4 separate regions of the Mus musculus genome follow, and all the other regions are linked to region 4. Evidence: chromatin contacts called from public HiChIP or PLAC-seq and promoter capture Hi-C data. All regions are on one chromosome and are shown on one strand. Each heading gives the region's core, a stretch centred on a gene start, on an enhancer-like site or on the middle of the called end of the contact. The rest is flanking DNA. Distances are from core to core; before and after follow the strand shown. Region 1 holds the start of Fis1 (fission, mitochondrial 1). Region 2 holds the start of Sap25 (sin3 associated polypeptide). Region 3 holds the start of Tsc22d4 (TSC22 domain family, member 4). Region 4 holds the start of Trip6 (thyroid hormone receptor interactor 6).

Region 1 (2,885 bases), core at 76-2,575, 350 kb before region 4:
AATTAGACAACGTTGGCAACGAGAACACAGGATACCTCAGACATACACGTCTATCTAAGGACGAATAGCCATAGGCCAGGAAGAGAGTAGGATCCCGACAAACTGCAACCCTCACTCCTGTGAGGCCCAGGCCCCAGCCTCAGACCTTGCCAAGTCTGCCTGTGGACAGTGACACAGAGCTGACATTCCTTTTGCCCTTTCACCCAGGCCTCTGAGAAAGCCTTGGATTGTCTGGCTCCCAAGAAGAGTTCCTACCCCAGGCTGGACTCCAACTTGCTAAGCCAAGGATGATCTTAAACTTCCTCCTCTTCCTGCCTCCACCTCCCAAGCGCTAGGATGAAAGCCTGCATGACCATTCCCCCTCCCCACATTAGATGCATAAGGATAGGAGTTTTCTTTTTCTCAGTGCCAATCCCTGTACTTAAATAGTGACCGACACTTAGGAAATGCTCAATCAAAAATGAATGAATCAACCAATAAGCAACGGCAGGGCTAGAAGATAGATGTTCTGAATAGCAAAGACGGCAGGCACATGCAGAGTGCCTGTGATTACTGGAGGTTTCAGAATCATAGGGCAAGGGACAGCGAGTGTGCTGGCTAGTCCTCTGTCAGCTTGACACCCAAACTAGAGCTCTCTCAAAGGAGGGCCCCTCAATTGAGAAAAATGCCTCCATGAGATCTGGCTCCAAGGCATTTACATAACTGGGGGAGGACCCAGTCCATTGTGGGTGGTACCATCCCTGGGCTAATGGTCCTGGGTTCTATAAGAGAGCAGGCTGAGCTGGGTGGTGGTGTGTGCCTTTAATCCCAGCAATCAGGAGGCAGAGGCAGGCGGATCATGTGACCCAAGTTTTCCCCTTATAGCTGGAACCCAGGCAGTTGTGAGCTATGTGGGGTCTGGCAACAGAACATGAGAGCCATCCATGGGCCTTTAACCCTGGACTGTGTTTCCTGGGTTTTCTTCAGAATCCTATTAAGAATGGCTGTCCACTATGGTCATGTGACCCAAGTTTTCGGAGGGGGGAGGTGGGGGAGTGCGTGGAGCATGGAGAGGGTATAGCTACCAATTCCTCTTGCTTTATGAGAGACTGAGCATCTCTTTGTGAGAGACTACACTGAGACCCTCCGGCCCCTGGTACTCATTAGGATTTTATTGCAAACATTGAAGATAATCCAGGGTCCTAGAGTGAGGGGTTCTTACACTGGTTCCTAGGATAATGTGATGCAGGGAGGATCTAGGACATCAGGGGAGTCCAAAGAGAGCAAAGTATCCCAGCGTAGGCACTAGTGCCCCCGCCCGCCCCAAGGCAAAGGAGGAAGGGGCGGGGCCTCCACAGGTCGATGCCGGAAGTGCCTCTCCGCCCCTGCTACTGGACCATGGAGACTGTGGCCCAGTAGAGACCTTAGTGTGAGGCTTTCAGGGGCGGCGGCCATGGAGGCCGTGCTGAACGAGCTGGTGTCTGTGGAGGATCTGAAGGTAAGGTCTGGGACGGAGGAAGGAGAAGGGCAGAATTGGAAAGGGCAGTTCCTGAGGAGAGCTGACTGAGGCTAACCAGTGCCGGTTTCGTCTTTCTTGGCAAGCTGAACTACGGCTCCCAGCAGCCTCTGCGGCATCCTGCTTCTTGTGGGAATCGGCTTCGTGTCCCTAGGCCTGACGGGAATTGTAGCTTCCCGGGTTTCAGCAACTCAGACCTAGGCCTGGGGTCTTAGTGTGATGCAGAGCTGGGAATTTGGGGTACTCGTGTGCAGGGATGGAGTAGTATAGTCACTGGTGTAAATTTTCGCTAGTGTTTAGTTCCTCACGGTGCTATTTTCACCGCATCCTTGTAGCTGTGTTTTCTTTCCTCTCCTAGAATTAAAGTAAGGCAGATCCAGGCCCAAAAGAGTAGGGTGGGACGGGACCAGCGGCCTCAAGGGAAAGGCCATGTAGGAGGTCGTTTAGCTCTGGGACAGTATGTTTACTCTTCAGACACTTGGGGTCAGCTGGTTTGGGAGCAGTGCCTCCAGCTGCCACCAGGTGGCATCTCCTCTTGGTACCACTAGGGGCTGGGTTCACGGACCTTCCGAAGGGGAGGACACAGCATGGGACCCAGGGGTGGAGATGACAGAAGCTTCGGGGTACCAAGATCTACAAGGGAAAGGCGGCAGGGAGGAAAATATGATCTAACTGGGATTCAGACATCAAGTTAGCTGGAGAATGATTGCTGCTCTTTGTTGCTAAATGGTCACTCTTCTCTCTAATGACAGAATTTTGAAAGGAAATTTCAGTCTGAGCAGGCAGCTGGTTCTGTGTCCAAGAGCACGCAATTTGAATATGCCTGGTGCCTGGTTCGAAGCAAATACAATGAGGACATCCGCAGAGGCATCGTGCTGCTGGAGGGTAAGGCGCTGGGCCCCACTTTCCAGCCGCCAGCCAGCCTGACCTCTACTGTGCTTGACCTCACCCCTCCAGGACCCTTTCCAACACAGAACCCTCACCTTACAGCACATTTGTCATTCAGTAACCACCAGTAACTTCACTTGGAGAAAGGGCTAGATTGATTCTCTACGTCCCCAGCATCTGAACAGTCATTCAGATGGAAAATGCTGTAGGAAAAAATGCTCTCAGGCTGGGGAGACTCAGTGCATCCTGTCCAGGCATGAAGACCTGGGTTCAAATCCCCAGCACCCACAGCAGCAGCTGAGTGTGGCCATCCGAGTCTGTATAGAGAGTAAGCTGGAATCAGCTAGAGATGGCTTGTTGCCATCTTAGCCCAGGTTCAGTTGGAGACCCTTTCTTTAGGGGATGCTGTGGAGTGTGAAAGCACTGGCCGTCCTCTGACCTCCATGCTTCCATGTGCACACACACAGTGTACACAAAACACTTCTGGTATAGTTACTAATTG
Region 2 (2,890 bases), core at 193-2,692, 330 kb after region 4:
GGGCAAGGCCCCTCTCCCAGTCCAGCCCTCCTCTGGTCTGGGTGGCTTCCTCCTCTTCTACGTGGTCTTCATGCTGCTGCTCTATGTCGTCTACACTCGGCTCCTGGGCTCCTAGGACCCACGTTGCCCCTTCCTTCCCCACCTTCTATTTATAAGACCTCCTGTTCAACCGGTGGTGCCTTCAGCCCTACCAAAGACACTAGTGTCCCCTCACCAACGCTGACCTCAGAAGCCCCACTCTCATACCCACAATACCCTTACCCTTAGTGCTGATGGTGCCTTCGTGTTCTCCCGGCCAGCCCTCTGTCCCCCGTCGGATGACAGGACTGTGGCTTTTCTCTTCTGTCCTCCCTCCCCCTACCAGCTGCTATGGGGGAGCTAAATTATCTCTGTTTTGTAGAGAGAACTATTAGCAGGGGATGTGAGCCCAGTATGGGCCCCTGGCTCTGTGTATAAACTGTATAGATTGTCACCTCTGTGTGTGCGTGTGTGAGCTCCTGCTGCAGCCAGGTCTTGTCCTGCCTGGGCTACCTGCCTGTGCAAGCCTTTCCCTTTGGAAATGACAGGCCTCTCCTGTCCCAGTCCCCTGTGTTAACCACCCGTCTGTTACCTGCTGGCAGCTTCTATGTGTCATTTGTCCCCAGGTATGGGGCAGTGTCTACCAGGAGTTCCCACCCTCTTAACCTTGCTGGGGGAATTCGAGGGGGAAACCTAACCTGGGCCCCTCCCCCCAGGAGTCCCTGTGCCAGCCCCACCACATCCTGGAAGAGGAAGGGGCCCCTGGAAGGGGCCTCCCTCACATCGCTGCTGTCCTTCACGCACTTCTGGAACAGCCTTAGGGGTAGAGGTTGGGGGCTCTGGGCCCCAACTACCATCGGACCTGTCCTGGGAGCAGATGACACCTGGGCCCAGCCAATTAACAAGGACTTGGTGACCATGGTCTTGTGTGTAGCACTGGCCTTGGATATCCCCCTGCCCTTAGGCTGCTTCGGGTACAGCCCCCATCTGGGTGAAGAGCGTTGTGTCAAACACAATAAAAAGAAGCCCAAAGGCCTGTAGGTTGGTCCTCAGGTGTGTGCCTGCCTGTCCATGAATGCGCGAGCTTTTTGGGGACCTGAGTCCTCTACTGTGAGTCCCAGTGTAGACTGCTATATTTCTGTGCCTGGCAGAGGAGCTTTACCGGCACAAGTGCCCCGTGCCTCTGCCGCCAGGGGGAGCCCTTGAGAACCTGGTGGGAGCGTGCCACGTGGCTGAAGAAACGCTGGCGCAGGCGTCGTGGCGACACCTCTGAGGTGGGCTAGGACTTGGGCGCTCATGTAGTCAGGGCCGCGCGCAAGTGCAAGCACGGCGGTGGGTATTGCCTGGTGCTTCACCAGTCGCAGGATGTTGCCTTGGCTTGGGCCATGGGCCACAGGCCAGGAGGAGGCGACCGAGGGGCTAGGCCTCCCCACCGGCACTGGTCACGGAGAGGCCTTGAGCTCTGGAGAGGAAACCATGAAGGAGCAAGAAACGCCTGTGCAGGACAGGTGAGGGCTTGGTGGGGGCCACTAGGAGGCGTTGTGGGCGCTTTCCAAAACTGAAAATCTACGAGATCGGGACTGGGAAATGGGTATATTGTTGGTCCTGCGACTAACTCAGGTCAGCATTAGGAAGGGAGGTGAGTGGGGAAGCCTGCCCTTCCCTTCACACAGCTCACAGCCCCAGGCCCTCAGCCCATCTGAGCCAGGAAGAAAGCAGCTGCCGCCTTCCAGGCACCTGGCTACTGAGCCGACTGCAGAAGCCCCAGGTAGGCACCAGGTCGGCACCAGGTCGTGCTGTTTTTACCCACAAGGCCCCAGAGAGTCCGAGCCTGTTCTAATCTCGTCTCTCTCGTTCACAGTACGTCTTTCTCCCCGGGTGACCTCCCAGGTCACCCCCTCAAGGATGTCTCCACTGCCACTTCGGGATCCCAGCCACCAGGCTAATGCAGGACCTCGGCTGGTGGTGAGCTGGGGGGTTTGTGACTGTGTCTCCAGGTAGCAGGGGTGCCAAGAGAGGTGGAACTCTGACTTCCTGTTCTCCACAGGAGCCCAGCTGTGGGCCAGGGGTATCTTTGTCTAACAGGACACTGTGCCATCCTTCCTGGCCGATGTATGATAACTGGGGCAGGAGCCCAACCACCTCAGAACGCCCAGAGGAAGAGCAGGTGGTGTCTAAGGATACAGGTACTGATCTTGGCCCCACAGCTCAGTTGTGAAGTTGCCAGGGAAGCTGCACTGAGGGCTGGGGAGGAAGGCCAAGGCCACCAAGCTAGCAGGCTCTCTCCTTCAGGGGTCCCGGTGAGAAACTATGAAGATGTCTTTCTCTTGGATCCTCTGCTACCATGTGGGCAGCGTGTTCCCCTAATCCTGACCAAGCCCCCTCAGCAGGTAAGAGTGAGCCTCCCTCCATTCTCTTCTCCCTTTCTCCATTCAAAGCCGGGAGGACAAGCTTCCCTTTTTTTGTCTTCTCAGGCAATGGACTCCAGGAAGCTGCTGCTCCCACCGCCCATCATGTCGCCCTCTGTGCATCCGTCCTCATCCCAGGCCTGCTCCTCCACCTGGCTCAGCGAGGCAGAGATGATCGCCCTTGCTGGTCTGCTGCAGATGAGCCAGGGAGAGCAGACACCCAACTGCGTGGCAAGCTCTCTGCCTTCCACCAGCTGCCCAGACCCTGTCTCTGTCTCTGAAGACCCAGGTCCCAGTGGTGACCAGAGCTGTTCTGGGACTGACACATGAACCACATAGTACCCCAATAACCACAGTCCATAGTGTACCCTGCCCCCCACTCCTCCACGGGTGCTTTCTTCTCCCCCAAGCTGTTTTGTTGACAATAAATCAGAGTTTGCAAACCAGGCTGTCTGCAGTGGGAC
Region 3 (2,963 bases), core at 370-2,869, 430 kb after region 4:
CATGAGTGACACCAGATGCTGCCTTTAGATCCTGCTTTGGCTGAAAGATTCTTGCCCAGAATGCCAGTATGGGTGCCAAGAAAGAAAAATGGCAGTTGGGAGTTCGCTTTTTTTCTTGCCAGTTGCAGAATAGACCCTTTATGTGTGTGCAGATTCTCCTTCATAATGATGAAGGGATAATATGGGACAGGTGGGAGAGGGCTGGAGATGGGAAAGAGCTGGTCTGTAGCCAGCTGGGATTGGTTCTCAGGTATACGCACGGGGTAGTTGTGTGGACATGGGTGTGTGTCCAAGCACTTGGGGAAGCAGAAGTGAGCAACTTCATCTTCCCATCTACCTAAGTGTTTATATGAGGGACAAAGATGAGAAGGTAGCAATGCCTGTTCTGGGCTGAGGAGTGGCTCAGCAGGTAAAAGTTCTTGCTACTCAAGCATGAGGACCTGAGTTCAAATCTTCAGTAGCCACATGAGAAGCCAGGCATAACCATGTGTGCCTATAACCTCAGTGTTGTGGAGAATAGATGTAGAATTATTGGGGCTTGCTGGATGCCTACCAAGCTATGCATTCAATGAGAGACCCTGAGTAGGACACCCAGTGTGGTCCTGTGGCTAACAAACACACACAAGTGTGTGCAACTACTCATTCATGTGCACACACACGCCACACACATGTCTACCCTACCACCAACAGCCTTCTTGGATAGTTTGCTTTCTCCAATTTTCCCTTTTTAAGAGAGGGAAACACCGTATCAGAGATTTGATTTCATATACTGGAGCAGGAGCAGGATAGACAGGATGGCTCAGTGGGTAAAGGGCCTTACCACCAAACCGGATGGTTGGCACTATTCCATCCTTGGACCCACATAGTGGAAGAGAAAACTGACTCCTTCAAGTTGACCTCCAGATCTACACATACATACATTCACAGTAAAAAAAAAAAAAAAAAAAAAAAAAAAAAAAAAAAATTCAAATATTGCAGCAAAATCCGAGAAAAGATATTGGAGGAATAAAACACGTTTGGGTACAGCTGATACTTGTTACAAGTCCATGATGGCGTGTATGGGCGTTCATTCTCCTAGTTCCTCTACTTTAGGGCATGTTTGAAAATTTTCATAGCCGCTCGCTTTTGAAAACAGAGTGGGGAAAGGAGTTTCTCGTGAATTTACGGTGAAAACCAGAGACGCTGTGACAAATCACAGCCAGTGGGTCACATTGACTATGTATTTATGGACAGTCAGGTACCCAGAACATGTCTGGCACGTTCCTTGAGACTCTTTTGGAGAACCTGCAAAAGCCTACAAGTAAGGGAATCCCTGGCCTCCCGCAGGCTCCTCCTCTTTTTCTCCGCCCTCATGCCCCTCCCTCCGAGGAAGAGTTGCCTGGAACCTGGCAGGTGTAGGGTTAAAGCAACCAGTTTGGGACCCGCAGCGGCAGAAGCTGCAGCAGCAACAGCAGCAGCTACAGCAGCAACTGTAGGCTGCGGCTGCGGCTGCGGCTGTGGCAGGCCTGGCTCCGGGCCAGCTGGCAGGGAGCCTTAGGAGGGAGGAGGGAGGAGGGAGGAGGAAGAGGGGAAGGAGGAGGAGAGGAGCAGTGAGCAGGCCCGAGAAGGCAGGACTTCCTGGTGTGGGGGTTGTCAACAGCCCAGAAAGAGAGCCAGAGACCCAGACCGAGACGGAGCGGAGCTGAGGAGCTGAGAGATACATCCAGTGGGGCCACGTGGGAGGAGCCTTGAGAGAGAGCCACTCAAGGGACTGGAGCCAGCGGGGGGCTGAGCCGCCCCCTCCCACAGCAACAGGGAAGACCCGTGGAGTGTTAACCGAGGCTGCGCCTGGGCTCCCCCGTGGAAGCGCTGGTTTCTTCTCGTCTCAACTGCAAACTTTCCACCGAGATGCCTCGCAGAGTGAGATGCGGACGCCAGAGAACACTGGGTAGCCCTTGATTGCTGCCTGCCGTGGCCTGCTCTAGGCCGCCTTAGGATTTAAAAAAAAAAGAGAGAGAGAGAGAGAGAGAGATCTTAGTCCCCCAGGTCTTCTCTCCAGCTCAGCTCGGTGGCCGAGGCCCGAGAGGTAGGTAGTTCTCCCGGGCTGGGCGGGGCGCTTGGCTTGGCGGGCAGTGCCTAACCAGCGATGGGGGAACTGGAATGGGGGTGGGGTGGGCTTGAGGCCCGGCAGAGGCCTCAGGGTGGCCCTTTCAGGGGAGGAGCCGATTCACCCCTGTGCCCCTGGCCATGGAGATACGTGTTGGGGACGAGTTTGGATCTCAAGCATGAAATGTCCAACTTTGGGTCCCAGCTGCTTCTTCCTGTTGTGGGTGTTCTGAATTCTGTCCCCTCTGCTCCGGTCTGTCATTTCTACTTGTCTCTGGGTCTCTAGTGGCTTTCTTCTTCCTCCCTCCAGTCGGCTCCCCCGAGAGGAAGCCCCGGAGGTGGTTTGGCCCCTGCTTTTTCTTTTGCTCACGTACACACACTCTCGCTCACTTTCTGTCTCTTTCTTTTTCCAGTTTGCAAGCTCAGCTTTGGGGTTTCAGCGGCGACAGCAGCAGGAAAAACCTGCCCCTGCCCCCCCCTCCTGCCACCTCCCCTCTGTACTCCAGTCACTAACCAGGCACCCCCAAGTTCCCACAAGGCCCTCCTGCCATGTCGGACCCAGACGTCCCCAGGGGCCCCGATGTCCCTGCCATGTGGCCCCCTTGTTCCAGAGGTGCCTGAGCCCCTCTCCAGGAGCCCAGCCCCTCCCCCACCCGAGCCCAGTCCGGAGCCCCAGGGACCATGAGTGGTGGTAAGAAGAAAAGTAGTTTTCAGATCACCAGCGTCACCACGGACTATGAGGGCCCAGGAAGCCCAGGGGCTTCGGATTCCCCTGTCCCACCGGCTCTCGCTGGGCCCCCGCCCCGCCTCCCCAATGGGGACCCCAACCCTGATCCAGGGGGCAGGGGCACCCCCCGGAATGGCTCTCCGCCACCTGG
Region 4 (2,770 bases), core at 44-2,543:
CAGCTGGCGTGCTCGCGGTAGCATAGGAGGCTGGGGTAGGTCCACCATAGTGGGATGCTGGGAGCATCGGGGTTGGAACAGCACCTCCACTGGGCTTCAGGGAGCCTCCGCGGTAAGCATGGGGTGGGGGAGCCTCAAAAGCCTGGGAAGACAAGCAATGCAGAAACAGTAAAGCCAGACCCAAGATCCATGCGTGCCAGGTGGGAACCCCAGGGTAGCAATGACTTCTGACAAGTTCCCATGGCCTAGGCCTGCCAAGGAGGAAGTGCGTGATTCCTTGAACCAGGTGTTTATTAGTTGCAAAGAGGGTAGGTGGGCAGTGAAGAGGGTGGACTGAGGCTGAGAAGCTAGGGCAGGGAACTGGCTGAGGATGGGGAAGCAGAGACAGAACACAGGAAGTCACCTGTCTGTCTGGCCGCCTAGGTGCATGACTGCGACCCCCGTCCAGATCAGCCAACATGCTGGTGAGCGAATCTATCTCAGCATCCAGACTGCCAGGGCGGATGATCCCCCTGTCTGGAGGGAGCCCCTGAGACAGAGGGAAAGGAGGAAGAACAAATGCTGATGACACCCCCGACCTAGACTTCTTTCACCTTGACCCTGAGAGACCCTACCCTCATCTCCACTTCTCACCTGCAGGCGCTGGGGTGTTCCATGGGATCCCACCCAAGTAGGCCCCCGATCTTCCGGTACCCCCGGAGGCTGATAACAGTGTTCAGGCGGGAGGGGGCAAAAGTTGACCCTGGGGTGAGGCTGGAGTGCTAAAGGGAGAGACAGGAGGTGGGACTGGAGAAGGGTACCTCGGTAGAGCTGCCCTTCTAAGGGTGGCTCTCCTTCTTCACATTCCCGGGAGTCTGGGAATCAACCAAGAGTCAGGGAAAGTTGCACAAGAGCTGGGGCCTCTGGTTTGGGAAAGGGACAGCAGGAAGCAGGCAGGCAAGGGAGAAAAGGTGAAGGAAGGTGGCCAGCGGCTCTTCTGCTACTCCGGCGTGTGTGAGAGAGGAACACTTACTTGCTCCGTGGGCCGTTGGCGGGCCCAGGGCGCCTCTGGGCAGCGATCTCCCCTGAGGGAGTCTGGAGGGTTCTGGCTGCTTCGGGGGAAGCCAGGTGGGCCCGGACATGGTCTGGAATAGGGTTACTCCACTCCAGACAGAGGTCAGGGTCCCCACAAGCTCAGAGCCTGGAGCTCGGAGCCTTGGGCCCTTTCCCTCCCTTACTGTCCCACGCCCCGTTTGGGACTCCCGCAAAGAAACTTTTTCTGGCTTTTTTTCCTCCCTTCCTCCCCAATTTTGGAGACGACCACGCCCCCTGACGTCACCACATTCCAGGGGAGGGTCACGTGGCCCCAAGCCTTATTCTACAATCCTTCCCCTCTCTGGCCCCCTCCTGTTAAGAGAAGACCGCCCTCCTCCGGAGCCAAGCTGCAGGGTGGGCTGCAGGCCGCTCTGAGAGGCTCTGGCCCAGCAATTCTCTCGGATCCCTGCCCCAGTCTTGCACGTGGCAGCCTCTCGGCCCAGGCTCTGAACGCATCTGTCTCCACCCCCTCACGGTTCTCTCCCTTCCCACCCGGCTGCCTCTCACCTACCCACCAGCAGTGCTCCACCAGCCCATAGTGTTTCGGTCTTTTATTTATGGTCAGTAGTTAGAAAAATAAAACAAAACACAAACATCACCACCCAAGGAAGTCGGGGAGAGGGAGGCGGTGCGTCTGTGGCCAGGATGGGGACACTGAGGTAGCCTAGAGTCACAGAAGAGGCCAGCCCCTCTGGTCAAGGCACCAGTGAAGGAAGCGGAGGAAGACCAGGGACAGGGCCGCAATGTCCTCCCCTACAATGGGGCAGCCACCTAGAATTAGTGTACTATGTCCGTTCCCCCGCCCAAAGGAGACCATGGTCCCCTTAACACATCATCCAAAGGGCAGGGCCCACTTGGGGCGGGGGGAGGGGCGTCCATTGCTCAGAATGAGCCTGGGCCCGCTCTATCCAACCCTGTATGAACAGGCATCAGAGATCAGTGCAGGTTACCGGAGTGACCCCGTGAATAAGAAGGGTGGGACCCAGATCACGGCTCAGGGTCTCCAGCAGTGCCAGGTATCTGGGGTAGCGAGCAGGATCAGCAGGCGGTCGAGGCAGGTACAGGAAGGTAAGGGCTGTGGTGGGTCCCTCCTCCCCATCCCTTCCTTCGGGTCCCCCAGGGCCTCCTACGGTGCCTCGCCCCTGCTGTGCTCGCACCAGGGCATTGGCACTGCAAGCTAGAGCCTCAGCCTCTTCGTCTCCTCGACCACCATTCACAAAGTCCCCTTCCTCCTCCTCAGGCTCGCCAGTCTCTGCCCCTTCACCCCACACCACCTCTTGCACCTCTGCCCGGATCCTGAGTTGACTCAACAGGGCCCGAAGCCTTCCCTCTGCTGCCCCAGGAGCCTCCCTGGGCCCCAAGCACAGGAAGATCCGGAGCCGGGCACTGTGCCAGGCAGGCACCATGCTTAAGATGGTAGCCATCTGCAACAGAAAAAGGCCACAGACGTCCACGTAGCCAGGTCCACCCCGGGGCCTCAGCAGGTTTAAGGGCCACACGTCCACATGATGTAGCTGAGCGCTGCTACTGGACCCCCGGCTTAGCCGCTCCGGGGGCAAAGCCCCACATGCTCGTGCGAGAACCACATTCTTGTTCATCTTGAGAGCATCTGCCACCGTGGCCACGTAGTCTTGGGGACTGAGAGCCCTGGGGCTCCCAGGAGCCCGAGGTGGAGGGAACAGCGTGCTCAGGGCTG

What was found. Promoter capture Hi-C pulls out the DNA fragments that hold promoters and counts their contacts. HiChIP or PLAC-seq counts read pairs in DNA pulled down with a chosen protein or histone mark.
Region 1: a contact with region 4 is called in an H3K27ac HiChIP or PLAC-seq map of embryonic stem cells, with 14 read pairs. The contact joins the promoter of Fis1 here to the promoter of Trip6 in region 4. A contact is called at or near these places in 9 of 39 promoter capture datasets (3T3-L1-derived adipocytes, cranial neural crest, embryonic stem cells and 6 more), 1 of 484 Hi-C or Micro-C datasets (CD4 T cells), 12 of 115 datasets of contacts at active chromatin or transcription factors (bone marrow-derived macrophages, embryonic brain, embryonic forebrain and 6 more) and 3 of 9 other capture datasets (adipose tissue, liver and pancreatic islet).
Region 2: a contact with region 4 is called in a promoter capture Hi-C map of neural stem cells. The contact joins the promoter of Sap25 here to the promoter of Trip6 in region 4. A contact is called at or near these places in 11 of 39 promoter capture datasets (the 3T3-L1 cell line, the C10 cell line, cranial neural crest and 6 more), 1 of 15 datasets of contacts at CTCF or cohesin (large pre-B cells), 7 of 484 Hi-C or Micro-C datasets (B cells, the G1E-ER4 cell line, brown adipocytes and 3 more), 12 of 115 datasets of contacts at active chromatin or transcription factors (the 230-238 cell line, the NIH/3T3 cell line, the SCID.adh cell line and 6 more) and 4 of 9 other capture datasets (adipose tissue, embryonic stem cells, liver and 1 more).
Region 3: a promoter capture Hi-C map of hematopoietic stem and progenitor cells shows a contact between it and region 4. The contact joins the promoter of Tsc22d4 here to the promoter of Trip6 in region 4. A contact is called at or near these places in 10 of 39 promoter capture datasets (the 3T3-L1 cell line, the C10 cell line, cranial neural crest and 6 more), 1 of 484 Hi-C or Micro-C datasets (embryonic stem cells), 12 of 115 datasets of contacts at active chromatin or transcription factors (the 230-238 cell line, the SCID.adh cell line, embryonic forebrain and 7 more) and 1 of 9 other capture datasets (liver).

What each region holds. Positions count from the first base shown.
Region 1 is chr5:136,960,752-136,963,636 of GRCm38.p6, forward strand. Fis1 (fission, mitochondrial 1) reads left to right here and starts at 1,326. Exons shown (of 5, transcript NM_025562.3): 1 at 1,326-1,477; 2 at 2,248-2,380. The coding sequence starts at 1,433.
Region 2 is chr5:137,640,031-137,642,920 of GRCm38.p6, forward strand. It overlaps Sap25 (sin3 associated polypeptide), which reads left to right and starts at 1,443. Exons shown (of 5, transcript NM_001081962.2): 1 at 1,443-1,786; 2 at 1,880-1,983; 3 at 2,066-2,204; 4 at 2,311-2,408; 5 at 2,493-2,872. The coding sequence starts at 1,606. The coding sequence ends at 2,756. Lrch4 (leucine-rich repeats and calponin homology (CH) domain containing 4) reads left to right here. Exons shown (of 18, transcript NM_146164.2): 18 at 1-1,069. The coding sequence ends at 115. Gm20605 (predicted gene 20605) reads left to right here. Exons shown (of 22, transcript NR_033148.1): 18 at 1-1,786; 19 at 1,880-1,983; 20 at 2,066-2,204; 21 at 2,311-2,408; 22 at 2,493-2,866.
Region 3 is chr5:137,744,350-137,747,312 of GRCm38.p6, forward strand. Tsc22d4 (TSC22 domain family, member 4) reads left to right here and starts at 1,620. Exons shown (of 5, transcript NM_023910.6): 1 at 1,620-2,065; 2 at 2,499-2,963. The coding sequence starts at 2,767.
Region 4 is chr5:137,312,948-137,315,717 of GRCm38.p6, forward strand. It overlaps Trip6 (thyroid hormone receptor interactor 6), which reads right to left and starts at 1,294. Exons shown (of 9, transcript NM_011639.3): 1 at 1,013-1,294; 2 at 634-761; 3 at 404-529; 4 at 1-142. The coding sequence starts at 1,121. It overlaps Slc12a9 (solute carrier family 12 (potassium/chloride transporters), member 9), which reads right to left. Exons shown (of 14, transcript NM_031406.3): 14 at 1,611-2,770. The coding sequence ends at 2,004.